Regions from separate parts of the Mus musculus genome. Here region 2 is linked to region 1. The links are chromatin contacts, called in public Hi-C maps. All regions are on one chromosome and are shown on one strand. Each heading gives the region's core, a stretch centred on a gene start, on an enhancer-like site or on the middle of the called end of the contact. The rest is flanking DNA. Distances are from core to core; before and after follow the strand shown.

Region 1 (7,903 bases), core at 1,559-4,058:
AAGCTGAGATCGCACGTGTGAGCCACCACGGCCAGTTCCCCTTTACTTGAATTAAGAAATAATTGACCAAGTGTGGTGGTGGCACATGCCTTTAATCCCAGCATTTGGGAGGCAGAGGCAGGTAGATTTCTGAGTTCGAGGCCAACCTGGTCTACAGAGTGAGTTCCAGGACAGCCAGGGCTACACAGAGAAACCCTGTCTCAAATAATAATAATAATAATACTTAGTAATAATAATAATAATTGCAAATATCTAATGATCTCCCCCTTCCTTGTTCCTGGGCCAACAGAGTGGGGCTCCCTTGCATTGGAGGTTGAGTTCTCTTCCATCAAAACCCATGCAGGGAAATGTATTGGTCAGGGTCCAACAAGGAAAACAGAGTTCCAACAGTGTAAATACTCGCACATCCACGTGGAAACGCAGGATGGCGAAATTAACTGTGAGTGCCGGTCTTCAGGAAGTACTCGGGCATGTCGCACTTGCAGATAAGGTCTCAGGCGACTCTACAGCAGCACAGGAAGTCTGTCTCACAGGAGTCACAGGAGTCACTTGTCCCTCTGACCTCCTCTATATACAATCCAAAGAGGAAGTCTTGCAGTTTGATCCCTTTTCCCCACTGACCCACAATGACTATTTGAAAAAGTCAATCACATCTGAGACTCATTAAAGGAGCAAAGGAGGGCTGGTGAGATGGCTCAGCGGGTAAGAGCCTTGACTGCTCTTCCCAATGTCCTGAGTTCAAATCCCAGCAACCACATGGTGGCTCACAACCACCCATCAACGAGATCTGACACCCTCTTCTGGTGTGTCAGGAGACAGCTACAGTATACTTACATATAATAATAAATAAATATTTAGGCCCGAGCGAGCAAGCAGGGACTGAGAGAGTGGAGTTGACCCAGAGCGAGTGAGGCCAATCAGAGCAAATAGCGATCCTAAAATTCAGTTCCCAACAACCACATGAAGGCTCACAGCCATCTGTACAGTTACAGTGTACTCACATACATAAAATAAATAAATAATTTAAAAAAGAAGAAGAAGAAGAAGCAAATGAAAAGAATAGGGCAGAAGAGATTAAGAGTAATGACTCAGCTGGGCAGTGGTGGCGCACGCCTTTAATCCCAGCACTCGGGAGGCAAAAGCAGGAGGATTTCTGAGTTTGAGGCCAGCCTGGTCTACAGGACAGCTGGGGCTATACAGAGAAACCCTGTCTCGAAAAGAACCAAAAAAAAAAAAAAAAAAAAAAAAAGTAATGACTCTTCTTCCAGAGGACCCAGGTTCGATCCCGGGTTCGATTCTCAGCACTCACAGGATGCCTCACAACTGTCTATGACTCCAGTTCCGATGCTCTCCTCTGGCCTCTCTGAGTACTTATACATATGGCACACAGGCATACATGTAGGCAAAATGCCCATACATATAGAATTAAATAAACCTCAATGTAAACAGACAAATACACAAATAGACAAAAGAACCTGATAGAAAGTAGGGGCTCTGGAGATCCGCTGAGGATCCAGAGGTCAGGAAATCCAGGTGAAGCTAGGGAAGGGATAAGTGGAGGGGCCTTCAACATAAGCTCTGAAACTGACCTTGGCTAGCAGTGGCCGGGACCTTCCTCAGCAGGTTTCCCGGGACCTGCCACACCTTCCTGCCAGAAGGGGCTTCCTAGATTTTTTTTTTTTAATGTATTCACCATTGCTCTCTTCAGACATACCCATTACAGATGGTTGTGAGCCACCATGTGGTTGCTGGGAATTGAACTCAGGACCTCTGGAAGAGCAGTCCGTGCTCTTAACCACTGAGCCATCTCTCCAGCCCAGATCTTTTTTTTTTTTTTTTTTTTAAGACAGTGTCTCATGTGTCCCCATTTATCCTGAACTTGTAGTTAAGAATGATCTTGAACTCCTGATCTCACTGCCTCCATTTTCCAGGGGCTGGGATTACATGTAAATTCCCCCAACACTTGGTTTTGTATGTTCTGGGAATCACGAAGAGCTTTATCTAAGAGCTTCATCTAAGCAATGCAGGCACTACTGAGCTATGTCATCAGCTCCTGAAAGTCCTTCTTAAATCAAGACTTGCTTGTCCATGTGTGTGTGTGTGTGTGTGTGTGTGTGTGTGTGTGTGTATTGTTTGTTTGCTTGTTTTTGGTTTTTTGAGACAGGGTTTCTCTGTGTAGCCCTGGCTGTCCTGGAACTCACTCTGTAGACCAGGCTCGCCTCAAACTCAGAAATCTGCCTGCCTCTGCCTCCCGAGTGCTGATATTAAAGGTGTGCGCCACCATGTCCAGCATTCTTTTAATATTTATTAAGTTTTTTTTGCTTAGCATGGTAACACATGCCTTTAATCCCAGCATTCAGGAATCTAAGTGAGACAGGCAGGTCTCTGTTGAAGATCTCTGTTTCAGCCTCAGTTTCAGGACAGCCAGGACTACATAGAGAAACCTTGTCTCTCTATGTGAACAACAACAAAAAGATTTTATTTTCTGTTATATGTATGTGTGTGCATGTTTACGGGTACATGCACATTAGTACAGGTGCCCTTGGAGTCCAAAAAAAGGACGTTGGTTTCCCTAGGATTGAAGTTGCAGTCAGCTGTGAGCTTTTTAATATGATGCTGGGAACCAAACTCAGATCAACTTACAAGAGCAGGATGTGCTTTTAACTGCTAAGCCATCTCTCCAGGACCTTGCTCTTCTCAGGAAGAAGAGGAAGCTCTCTGGGAGAATGAATCTGGTATGTCGTCACCACGATTAACCGTAGGCCTGTGTGAAAGGCAATATAGGAAACAGGACAGTAGAGATGACTCAGGGGTCAGTTGTTCTGGTCACTCACTGTGGGAGTCCACATAAGCGACATAACCTCTCTGTGCCCTGTAGCCTTGTCTGTAGGCAAAGCAAGGATGCCAATCATACCTGCCTCATTGAAGTTCCACGAAGGCATTGTTCCAGGGCCAAATACTTGGGTTAATCATTCCAGGACTTTATACCTGGGTTCTCGAGACCTGAGACCCTTGCATCTGGCCTCTATTCTTCCTTGTGACACAATTAAGATGAACTAGACTTAGGTGGAAAAAGCAGTTTGCTGTGGATACAGCAGGCCTCAGGCTACACTGACTTCACAGGGGCAGGGGCCCTACCTAGAGGAATCACTCAATCTGATGAATCAGCCTTTGCCAGGATACTGGGAAGGTATTTCTCTGTGTGTGAGGGGTTGGCATGGTCTGGGACCTTAAGTCATAAAGACAGTTAATTCCCTGAGATGAGGGCTATGGTGGGGACTGCTAGTGGAACCCCAGGGCTCAGGGACCATGGACACATGCCCAAAGACAGACTCACCCCTACCCACTGCCTCCCATTCTGTGAATGGACACACCAATTTATCAACCTCATAACTCGCTGCAGCTATCCCAGTCGAAACAGGGCTGGGATTGGGGATTGGGGAGGCAGACACATTCACATACACACATAAATAATAAATTTTTTTTAAAGGTTAAAACAAAAAACTCTGAGACCATAAACAACAAATGACAAGAGTCTCAGAAGTTGTAGAAATCTGTACAGTGTTTCTTGTGTGTGTGTGTGTGTGTGTGCTCAAAATCTGTATTTATTAAGAATTTAGAGCTGGGGGCTGGTGAGATGGCTCAGTGGGTAAGAGCACCCGACTGCTCTTCCGAAGGCCCGGAGTTCAAATCCCAGCAACCACATGGTGGCTCACAACCATCCGTAACAAAATCTGACTCCTACTTCTGGAGTGTCTGAAGACAGCGACATTGTACCTATATATAATAAATAAAAAATAAAAATCTTAAAAAAAAAAAAAAAAAAAAAAAAAAAGAATTTAGAGCTGGGTGGTGGCGGCGGCGCACGCCTTTAGTCCCAGCACTTGGGAGGCAGAGGCAGGCAGATGGGGTTGTGCGCACATACACATATACACAAAATAAATATAATTTTAAATAGTTTAGAAACAGCTCTTCTGAAGAATATGAGACCAAGTAAGTCTGAGCACATATGCATCTATGTATACACCAATACGGCTCAAAGAAAAACTTGTGTTCATACCCACTTGGAAGCCCTAACCATGCCTGTTCATCTACAGCCCTGCCAGCCATCTCAGAATCCTGTGTCCTACTCTGAGAGGCAGAACAGGGTGCTTTGGCAAAGCCTTTCATTTTCAGTTTGGAAAAAATACTCTGTTGAAAGTAAAGAGATACTGAAAAGGGTTTCACAGTTCACCATTCTAACACTGCTCACCGCCTGATTAATAAAGCACACACTGCCACCACAAATATCTTAAAGATTCGGTACCTATTTCCCAGTTCCTCAGGGCACCACTTGTTCCGGGGTCGTTAACAACCAGTTTATCCTCCCACCTCCTGAACCTGAGCTCATACCTGCCTTCATCCTTCCCTCCCTGGGGATACTATTCAGTGTTCCACAGATGCCCTGTCCTGTCTCAGGACAGCAAGACAGTCAAGCCCAGGTCCCTAAGACTCCTGTTCGTTCTCACCACTGCTGCCACCCCCAGACGCTGTCAGCCAGCCAGGCTGGAGAGCCTAGCCTGGTGTTCCCTTTTTAAAAAAGTATTTGTGGTGTGTGTGTGTGTGTGTGTGTGTGTGTGTGTGTGTGTGTGTAAAACCAACACTCTGGGAGGCAGAAAGCAAGAACAAGTGACAATCAGCTGATAGCAAGTTTGAGACTAATCGGGCTATATGAAACCTAAAGAAAACATCTGACTTATTTCATGTGGATTTGGAAGACAGAGAGATGGAAGACGGGTCTCGAATGGAAGTGTGAACCTCAAATCAGGTGGAGCAGGCCTTTGCACAGGTTCGGTCTGGCCATGACAGGTGGGGCCATGAGAGCACTGTGGTCCTGACAGTTCAGTTCCCAGCTTTAGTTCAAGCCTGAGAACTACTCTTTTATGAAATTCTGGGTTCTAGGAGTTTAGTTTGCTGTTTTAGGGCTCATATGCTCCCACAAGCCACATGCCTCAAGCTCCCAAAAACTGAAGTCTGTATAAAACCCTGAAGGAGACAGATAATGTTCCTGGAATTCTGCAGACCACAGTGGCCACTCTTCCCACCTAGTTTCTGAGCCAGAATTGGGTCAAATCTTCCTTTTCAAAGCAACCACCATGGAAGGCCACATGGCCTTGATGTGACCGTTAGGTACAATGTTGAATGGAAATTGGGGAGCCCAAGCAGGGCAGGAATGGAAGACAGTGGAGTAGAAGTGGGAAGGGTGTCCAGGCAGGAAAACACCTCCCGGGGTCAGTAAGGCAGCACTGCTCCCTGTTTCTGAGAAACGGGTCTTCCAACGTCCACCTGAGGCTACCAAAGCCAGGGGACGGCCCTGACCAAACTCACCCACGCTGATGCAAAGCAAGATGGCCTCCGACAGCAGCCAGGCTGCGTGCGTGGGAAGCTTGGGAAAAACGAGAGAGAGTTGATGGCCTTCCTTGGGGAGAAATCAGCTGTTCCTCACGAGGAGTGTGTCCTTCACTCACGGGCTAATCGCTATCAGCAGAGGGGACCTGGGAACAGTGGAACAGAGGCTGGGAGCTGCTTGCAGCAGGTCAGGTCTATTATCAAGAGGATAATAAGCGCTCATTCTAACAAAGGGTGCTTATTCCAGCCTGGGGACGTTCCAGATTCTCAGAGAAGGCTTCATGGAGTTCCCACCTCCTGTGAGTGGCCTTGTAGTGCACAAGCTGGGCATGAGCTGGGCACAGCTACCCTACCCAGTCCCCAACAGGAGATAACAAGGAAGAGGAGGAGGAGGAGAGAGAGAAGGAGGAGGAGGCAGGATATAGGAGGCACAGAGTCAGGTGACCCAGGGTCCCACAGGAGATACAGCCCTGAGCTTGGCCTTAGACTCTGGCACCTAGCCCTCCCCAGTCCCTTCCTGTTACTGGTGGGACTATATCCTCCCTTTAATGCCCAGCAGGCCAGGCTGCTCAGTACATGGTGTCCATCCTGACCCTCCCAAGAAGTTCACCCACCAGTGAGGATCCCAAGTAGCTTCCACCAATGCCACCAGAGCCCAGCCTAGTATAAAACCAGATCCACACAGCATAAAACAGGACTGGTGGTCCAACCTGATGCTACCCTCGCTGGAGATGGTCTGTGTATCAGCAGCTAGCAGCTGGGCCACTTCTCAACCGGCCCTCTCCAACTTTCCCTGTTCTGGCCAGTGCCCTGTTCTCCTTCCTTCTTCCTTCTCTCTCTCTTCTCTCTCATCCATTCACCCCCATTCACTCAGCAAGAGTGAAGGTTCAGGGCTAGACGTGGACAGTTTGTGGTATGAAACATTTGCTCTCAGTCCTAACCACAATGTAGTCAGAAGAACATACTGAAAAAAAAAAAGAAAAACAAAAACCAAACAAAACCCAGAAAGCATCCTGCAAAATGCCTAAGTGATACCCTTCAAATGATTGGGTTTCCATAAGGCAGCCTGGGAAAACCTAGAGGTCCATGGGAAAGAGGAGCCAGGTCTTATGTGGGATACCTGAAGATACTGGGCTGCTGAGGAGGGAGAGGGTGGGAAGTGGGAATGGGGGATGCAGGCAGTTGAGGGGTAGCAGCAGGCCTTCAGAGCATCGAAGTTGTCTCTGACTCAGTACCCATGGATAAAAGTCAAAATTCTGGCTGTTGTGGAATCCCAGGAATTGGAAGCCAGAGTCTGGGGGTTCAAGGTCACCCTCAGCTAAACAGTGAGTTGAAGCCCAGACAGGGATGACATTAGACCCTGTGTCAGAAAAATAAAGAGGTAGATCAAGAGGACACAGCATGGGAAGGCATCTGTGTCCTGGAGCTCCTTTCCTGCTCCTGTCCCACCCTGCTATCTGTCCCCATCTGGTGCCTGATCTCTCTGACCCCTGTCCATCTGGCTCCTGCCTCCTCTGTCTCCTCCAACCCCTGGCCCTCTCTTGCCCTTGTCTCTTGTCTTCCATTCCCTTGCTCCACAATTCTGTACTTAACACTAACCTAACGTTCCCTGTGCCTCCCCCAACCCTGCCCCCATTTTGATGCTCATTCCTTTATCCCTTTCTAATATCACCCTTGGGGGCACCTTCCTAATACCCGTGAAATATTGTGAGCGAGCTCTCTGGTAGTCCCGAACAGCTGACCCTTTGTATTACATGTGTGCCATTGACAGGTTCCAAGTTCCTCATTTATGTATCCTAAGCAGACTGAGCCCCCATGGGTCAGGGCTTAACCCCATCAAAGCTTTGTTCCATGCAGCCACCCAGGTTCCCAAAGGTTAAACCCAAAGAGGGAGGATCCTAACAGGCCCCAAAGTTAGAGTTCTGATTCAAGGCCCCATGTACGCTGTAATTGAATTCCAGCATCCCCAAGAGGAGCCAGGAAATGTATTCTTGCAGTCTGTGGGGCTGAGCTGACCAGACAGGCACCTTTGGGGGCCTTGTTACTATCAAATGGGGATTTATGGAAGCTAGGGCACTCGGCAGGTGGCCTGGCAGCTGGCTGCCCAGGGCTTTGCTCCAATTAACCTCTCTGGCCACAGCTGTGAGATGCCGGGGCTGGCACAGGACCAGCGGCATGCACCTCTCCTATCCCCAATCTTGCAGTTGGCACTTAGGGTGAAGTGAGTGTCCAGCCCCGGCCTTTTTTTTTTTCCAGGATGACCCCTACTGCACACTACTAATAAAACAGTGGCCAAGGAGAGTGGGAAGGGAGTCATGGAAACTGATCACCTGCTGACTGTTCCCCAAAGGCTGAGCAGAGTAACTCTTGCCAGTGGGTGGAGCAGACACAGAGACAGGCCTAGCAGTAGTTACCAAAGCAACAACCACTTGTTAATGCTTAATGGGGTCACAAGACAGCTGTGGGGCTGCCCCACTGACCCAAAGATCCTTAGAGAGCTCCCCTGGGCTTGCGG
Region 2 (7,903 bases), core at 1,859-4,358, 160 kb before region 1:
AAAGCCAGAGCTCTGGGAACAACTCGTATCCCACGCAGGGGTAGGAGTCGACCCCAAGGGGAAAGGGGTCCCAGTTTTTATAGGTCTTCAAGGGGGAAAGGAGAAGGAGGGAGTAGGGGATTTCCAGATCTAAACAATGTCTATTCTAAAATGATTGATTTCTCAAGAAATGGGTGTGGGAGGGAAACAAGGAAAGAGTCTGGTGCAGGTGCAGTAACTCTGGATTGGCCCTGACTGTGGTTGCTGTGGAGATTTTCCGACTCTATCCCAGCAACCAATATCACAAACACCTGTGCAGCAGTGGGCACACACCTGGGTTCAAGGAACGGTCAGAACATTGGCGGACACACAGGTTCAAGGAGCGGCCAGAGCATTGTGCACCTCTATTTTTCTAAATCAGTGAAGCTAGTTCTGCTAACAATGAAATCTATTTTGCCAATTTCAGGGTTTCTGTGACCTTTTACACTCTGTCAGGATCTTTCAGTCAGCCCCTGCTGTATCTTATTTATGGACATCCTGGACAGTCTGAAACTGTCTTGGATAGCATTCCTTAACTAATTTGATTTTTTTGTTTGTTTGCTTGTTTTTTGTTTTGGTTTGGTTTGGTTTTTCGAGACAGGGTTTCTGTGTGTGGCCCTGGCTGTCCTGGAACTCACTTTGTAGACCAGGCTGGCCTCAAACTCAGAAATCCGCCTGCCTCTGCCTCCCAAGTGCTGGGATTAAAGGCATGTGCCACCATGCCCGGCTTAGTTTGATTTTTTAAGTAGGAGCCTGCCTGGTGTGGCTAGCTTCCAAAGTTGAAGGGATGTTAATTTGTGCTTTCCATTGTTATAACATGTATGATCTTACTTTTCCTATCTGACCTTCAGGCCCTGTAAATCTAAAATCTGGTGCTTTGCTTTAGAGGAGATGAAGTCCCAACTCCTTGAAATTGGATGTCTACCTCTTGAAGTGGCCAACCTACAGGCCAAGATTTCGGAGAGATAATGGTGACATCTGCACCAGTGTTGACCATTCCTTTGATCTCAATATTGTTTACTAGTATTCTTACCTTGGGCCTTTGATCTTCTATAGAAGTTTGCCAAAATATTGGTTTGGGGCCCTTTTCGAATTATCTACAGAATTTGTCTTAACCTTGTTATCTGGTCTTATAATATCTATTTTCAACAGTGGTGTTTAATTGTCCTGAGGAAGAGAATTTTTCCTGTTTGGCATTGGGGCCTACGAGAGCCCCCCCCACCCCATACCCTGGGAGTTTTTTGGTCAAGAGTTACCCCATTTGTCTGTTGTTGATTTACATTCCCTAGTCCAGTGTCTAGGCCTTTGTCACATCTCTTGCATATCCCAGGAGGCTTGGGCTCCCTTTTGGAATTAATTTGGTTTTCTCTGAAGCTTCTCTCTCTCTCTTTTTTTTTCTCCCAAGACAGGGTTTCTCTGTGTAGCCCTGGCTGTCCTGGAACTCACTCTGTAGACCAGACTGGCCTTGAATTCAGAAATCTGCCTGCCTCTGCCTCCCAAGTGCTGGGATTAAAGCCGTGCACCACCACTGCCCAGTTTCTCTGAAGTTTCTTTTGACATAACCTTGCTCACCACGATTAAGAAATGTTGTATGGCCTCAAGGCCTCTAGTGGCAGCTTCTCCTGTTAAGGTCATATCAGGTGAACGGGGTCTAACATCCACTGTATGTCTAATCCACTCTTCTATTGATGCTGACCCTGCCTTCAATGGTCTGATTACTTCTTTGCATTCAGCATTCCCATTTTCAAAAGATAAAGTCTTGATTCAGGACTTTCTTACTAATGGATCCAATGTACTTCTTTCCACAGATAAAGACAACCTTTGGAAAAAGTCAAGGAATGTTTCTTTTAGACCTTGCTTGGCCTGAAAAAAAAAAGGTTCAAGTCTTTCTACTCTTTCTGCGACTTCGTCTCAAGCATTTAAGGCTGCCTTAGCACATAACATCAAGCTTTCATCATATTCAGCGTCTACTTCTAGCTCAGCAAAATGACCTTCCCCAAGCAGCAGAACTTCAGAAATATTCTTACCTCTGGCTTTATTTTGTTGGGCTATCTCCTTTGCTTCTTCTCTCCACCACAAGCACCATTATAAAGGTGACCCGGGTTCTCATATTGCTTTTACCACATCCTTCCAGTCTTTTTGTTTTTTTCGAGACAGGGTTTCTCTGTGTAGCCCTGGCTGCTCTGGAACTCACTCTGTAGACCAGGCTGGCCTCGAACTCAGAAATCCGCCTGCCTCTGCCTCCCAAGTGCTGGGATTAAAGGTGCGTGCCACCACCGCCCGGCTGCAGTCAGTGCTCTTAACCACTGAGCCATCTCTCCAGCCCCTGTGCCAATATTTCTCTAGCGCTTGTATCTCTGTCATCCTGGTGTTTTGTTCAACCTAATAATATCTTTTTGTAACCTCTCCTCCAAAGCTTGCCCCCATGCCTCAGACTTCTCCTTTTGTTGCTCCTCCTGTTCCTTAAGTGTCTGCACCCCCTGCTCAGAGCTCCCCTTCACCTTATTTTTTCTTTATGTTGTAATCCTGATATTGTGATGTCTATTTTATTTTGACTGATTAATTTTAGAAGATTCTCCTCCAAGTCTCACTTCCAATTCTCATTTCTTCTTCTCTGCTGCTCATTCTGACCTGTGAAATTTTGCATTCTTTGTTCTAGCATCTTTTCCAGCTCCTGTCTCTAACCTTCATGTTCCTCTCTCTGTTATCTTGACCAATAGAATCCTGTACCTTTCGTTCCAGATTTTCCTCTAGGCTGTATTCATTTTCTTCTCTCTGTTGCTTAGCATGACCTACAAATTCCTTTAGTTCTTGTGTTTTCTTTAGGCTGTATTGCCCAGTCTTTTCTTTTTTTCTTTTCTTTCAGTTTTTCAAGACAGGGTTTCCCTGTATAGCCCTGGATGTCCTGGAACTTACTCTGTAGACCAGGCTGGCCTTGAACTCAGAAATCCGCCTGCCTCTGCCTCCCAAGTGCTGGGATTAAAGGAGGTATCTAATTTTTGTGATTGTCAATTTTGAATTCTCAGTACCTGATCTGGAGCTTCTTGTACCTTTGTCTCCCCCTGGTGTTCGATTCAGGACATTGCAGTCCTCTCGGAATCTTATTCGCAGGAAGTGGGTGGTGGTGGCTAACTGTAGAAAGACGTGGGACTTCTGAGCCTCTCTCTGGCTTTTGTTTGGGTTGCAGTCGGCAGCATGTGCACTGATTTCAGGCAGCTTGCAGTCGGGAGAGCAGGTCTGGCTGTTCCGTGTCCAGTTTAGACGTGGGGGATACAGGAAAAGCGAGCGCAGGAAGGCCTGCTCGGGGTAGAGATACCCAGATCAGCCAGCTGTGCCTGTGAGAGAAAGCTTTGGAAAGTTAGATTTTGGTTTTTTGTATTGTGTGTGTGTGTGTGTGTGTATGTGTGTGTGTGTGTGTGTGTGTTTTCAGTTGTTGATCCTCAGCTGTGAAGACTGCAGGCTGCTTCTCAGGCAGTCGTGCCCCAGGGTCCTTGGTTCTTCTGTAGGCGCAGGGACCCCCCCCCCCCCAAACCATGTTATGGCGCTGCCTATGTCCAGCTCAGGGCAGGGGCGCTGCCACTGGTTGCTGAGGTTTGCTTGGGGTTTGGAGAGGGAGCCTCAGTCTGTAGACCCCTTAGACCCATTTGGTGTTTAATTTCCATCCTGGTGCACCTTTAGAGATCAGCCCTAGTTATTTATATGGGGCTGAGGGGAGTGGATTGGGAAAATCTAATATACTACTAACTTATTCCCCAGCTATGAGACCCCTTGTTGCTTGCGGCTTCTCCCAGCCATGCGGTTCTGGCCCATTATGGCTTCCTCCTCCTTCTTCCTCTGTCCTCTTTCCCCTTCTTCCTCTGCCTCCTACTCCCTCTCCAGTCCCACCTTTTCCCCTCCACTGCCCAATCACAGGCTCTAGCCTTTTATTGGCAGTTAAAATGGGAGGTCAACATGGTATCACCTGAGGACGAGGTAGTCTGCTGGGTGGGGTGGGGTGAGGAGACTCTCTCGAGGAACCAGTACTAACATTTGAATACAAACAGTGTGTGTGTTTTCTACCTTATGTGACCATGAAGCAGGAGGCCCTCACTGAGGGCATCTTGACTGTGAATTTCCAGATCGTTAATTTGTTTTTCCTAGTTAGTATTTCTCAGGTATTCTGTTATGACTACACAGGCAGAGGAGAGGCCTCTCTGCTTGAGTCTTTTTTTTTTTTAAAGATTTATTTATTTTATTTATATAAGTACACTGTTGCTATCTTCAGATACACCAGAAGAGGGTATCAGATCCTATTGCAGATGGTTGTGAGCTACCATGGGAAGAGCAGTCAGTGCTCTTAACCACGGAGCCATCTCTCCAGCCCCCTCTCTTCTTGAGTCTTAGAGGAATGAATATAAGGGGCTCACTGCAGCCCCATCTACTGAGTAGTTATTGTGCGTTAACAAGTCTCCCTTTTCAATGTGCAATGGCTTCACCTTATGACTCTTCTCTTCCTCCTCGTCCTTTCTTCTTTGTCCCTCCTGTCTTCTACCTAGAGATGCAAATACTTCAGGCAATCGAGTCATACTCACAAGTAATGAATCCCATGCCCGAAGGGAGGTGGAGACACTTGAGCATCTAATTGGCACTTAGCAAATTTGCTATAGGGACGAAGATGTCAGTGACATACTTCCCAAATAACAGCCATGCTTGGTGCTTTGGCAAACATCCCCAGCTAAAAATGACTGCCCCACTAGAGGTTGGGGTACATGGATGCTCCCTAGGGAACTTCATCTGTTCTCAGGGTCTCACCTCTAGGTCAGTAGCTGCTAGAAAAAGCTACACTCTTACCATCACAGAGCCAAGCTGCTAGCTCAGGAATACCTTCTGTAGTCTGTGCCTGTGTCCCTTCTAGTACAGTGGCCAGAGTGCAAATTGCTTTGGAACTGAATATACAAAGTACAACAGCATTTATTCTACAGCTGGGCTGGCTTGGTGGACACAGATAACTCTTTTTAAAATAGCTTCCTAGGTCAGGGCTGGGTCCCCCTGAGGTAGGAACCTCTGTAGCAGCTGCTGGCTGTCTACTCAGACCTAGAAGGCTGTGGCTGGCATCCAACCATAAGGAGATCTAGGGGCAGCTGAGTGACAGCCATAAGCAGGCCTTGCAACCATCAGAAGAGGCTGGTCACTATTCCCACTTAGGAAACAAGTCAGCAGGCTTGGTTTTAGCCGGTGACAGTTACCAGAGCCTGTTCCCTCTCTGGTGAGATCGGCTACCTGTTCTTAATTCTCTGGGGTCAGTGTCCCCCTGAAGGGCCTATTCTCCCATCTCCCTTTACCATCCATTGCTTTCTGAGCTGTGGTGACAGTGAACCCTAGGCCTGTATGAGTTACGTTGTGGCTACCAACTCAGAACGGACAGTAGTTCCTAGGGGCTCACAATCTGTGCTTCCAGATCCCCTTCTGAAGTATTTGACCAACTGTTTCCTTCATCAGCCGCCAGGTTTAAAAGGCTCTTTCCCGGGTGTTCATTTATCTATACTGGGACTTTGTGCCCTTATAAAAACATCCTTTGAATACTAGCAATATCTCAGTCCCACATGACTGGGACCACCAAGGAGTAGGAATTCAGCTCACACCGAGGGCTCTTTTTATTCAAGAGTCCTCGGCTTGTGTCAAACAAAGTGGAAGCTCCCTCCCATACTCCTGTTCCTTAGTCCTTGGTAGGCCTCTGTGACGCCCACTCTCCTCACATCTGTCACCTGCTTGACTCCCGGTGTCTGTCACTGCTTTATTGACTTCATCTTGAATCTATGTGCAAGCGTTTGCTTCATTTCCTGGAGGCTTGGTGGCTCCTTTCTGGTTTATTGGAAACAAGATTCTTGGACATCGGTTGAACCTTAAAGATGTGACAGAGGTGTGTGTCTGTGGCCACCAGATGGGGGCCCATTCTTCATCTTCACACTCCGTGGCCTGCTGGAGCTGGCACAGGTCTGCACGGGCCGGGAATGAAGTCACGTGAAGGGGACGCCGAGTCCTTGTGAGAAGACTCCGAGAAGACAGGGTCCTGTGAGCTTAGGGTTTTCTCACAGCGTGGAATTGTTCTTGGAATGTGTTTTCATGCCCCTCCCAGGGGTAGCAGAAAGGAGTGAGCTTCCTTCAGATTACTCATTATTGTTTGCTGCTGTTATTCAATTACATGTCTATATGCCGCTATTTAAAAAAAAAACATATCTTTACCACATGTGGCTTATCCATGAGACTGTATACAGCTTGCACTTCTGAGAGCTTTATTCATGTGACCTCTCTTTGGGGGTGGCATTTTAAGTCAGGGTTTCTCAGTGTAGCCCTGGCTGCCCTGGAATTCTCTGTAGACCGGCTGGTTTTGAACTTAAGAGATCTGCCTCACTCCCCCTTCCACCCACCCCCCCCCCCCGCAACCCTCCCTCCCCCAGTGCTGGGATTAAAGGTGTGTGCCACCACGGGCTCCTTGTTACCTTTTTTAACCCTCAGGGAATAAATACCTGAGGATCTGAATAAAGTAGGCTATTGCATGGGGCACAAGTCCGCCTCATTTATCTGTTCCATTCTACCTCTAAATGGTGTCAGCTCTACACACTGGAATAAGCCACAATATCCTGTTGGGGAGGAAAATGGTTCTTAGTTTTGTTATTTACACAGAGTCACTTTGCTTTATGAACACTAGGTGGAGCCCTAAAACCAGGTCTGCCTCAATTTCGAGTAGCCTTAGGACCTTTATAATTTAAAAAAATAAAAAAATAAAAAAAAAATAAATAGAACAAAACAAGAGCCTGATGCATGAGAGGGGTTGGTGACTTGGGGAGACTGCAGCAATTGGTATCTTTATGTCACCCTTGTTAAGCTCATTCAATTTGCCAAGTCTGTTTTTGACTCTGGCCCCAGGGAATTTCTATTATGTCTGCCTAGGGAAGTTGACCAACAAGCAAGGACTCTGCTGGCCATGGGTCCTTGACTACTAGACATTTGAGTCAAGCCCAGCTCCTGCCCTCTCTTCACGACACTTTAGAACCAGGAGAATGTGGTTGACTAACTTGCTATAGACATCACCCCTCTTGGTAATTGTGCCTCCACTGAGCCTCTGCCAGCCATGTTCTGCTGGCTCACCTGCGTCGTGGCAGTCATGTATAGTGGGTTGACCTGTTGCTGCTTGTATTCTAATGCTAATTTGGGGGCCCCAAGACTGGCTGCCCCAGAGACAAGAGAGTCCCCCCCCCAAGATATTTCTAATTGATAAAGATGCCGACAGTCAATAGCTGGGCTGAAGAGAGATAGGTAGGGTTTAGGTTTTGTGGGCTTGGAGAGAACCACCATGAGGAAGAATGTTCAGGCGAGAAGGAAGCAGCAGCCACTATGGGCTAAGGTAACCAAGAGAGCATGGCCCCGAGGGCTGCCCAATTGGTGCTAAGAGCAGCCCAGGTGGGACATAGCAAATAGGAAGTGATAACTTAGGGTTATCAATCGGAAAGTGGATTCTAACAGCGTGGAGGGTAGGCAGCTGCCTAACTATTGTGCTGTTTAGGGCTTATTGTAAATATAAAGGCTGTGTGTGTGTGTATTTAAATCTGGGAATTCAATAACCAAAGGTGGGGTAGGAACCCCAGGCTGGGATTAAATTATTTCTACAACAATCATGAGCACCCATCTGCCAAGCTGGTGCATGGGGTCCCAGTGGCACATCTGCCCCAGTTTAAGGGCATGTTTACCCAAGGCTGGGCAACAGCAGAGGGAAGGAGGGATGTGGGAAGGAATGTTGACAGTCAGTTTTCTTTGAACTGAATGGCAAGCTGTCATGCTCAAAGATGTGGGTGGCCTCTCAGGGAACAAAAGGGATCACAGGAGCCACATTTGCGTGTGATTGTAG

Evidence for each region. A called contact is a pair of places that touch in the nucleus more often than the background predicts.
Region 2: a Hi-C map of bone marrow-derived macrophages shows a contact between it and region 1, with 30 read pairs. The contact joins two enhancer-like sites. A contact is called at or near these places in 2 of 15 datasets of contacts at CTCF or cohesin (the NIH/3T3 cell line and large pre-B cells), 14 of 484 Hi-C or Micro-C datasets (B cells, CD8 T cells, the F1.1 cell line and 11 more), 16 of 115 datasets of contacts at active chromatin or transcription factors (the HPC-7 cell line, bone marrow-derived dendritic cells, craniofacial prominence and 5 more) and 1 of 9 other capture datasets (embryonic stem cells).

What each region holds. Positions count from the first base shown.
Region 1 is chr5:110,472,001-110,479,903 of GRCm38.p6, reverse strand. No RefSeq gene overlaps it. Among named protein-coding and RNA genes, the nearest start is that of Fbrsl1, 27 kb to the right of the region's middle. Within about 2 kb of position 2,808, at least 9 of the 459 cell types and tissues checked have an H3K27ac peak or open chromatin away from gene starts, as enhancers often do. A contact at or near this core is called in bone marrow-derived macrophages, where this site is marked.
Region 2 is chr5:110,634,911-110,642,813 of GRCm38.p6, reverse strand. No RefSeq gene overlaps it. Among named protein-coding and RNA genes, the nearest start is that of Noc4l, 15 kb to the left of the region's middle. Within about 2 kb of position 3,108, at least 32 of the 459 cell types and tissues checked have an H3K27ac peak or open chromatin away from gene starts, as enhancers often do. A contact at or near this core is called in bone marrow-derived macrophages, where this site is marked.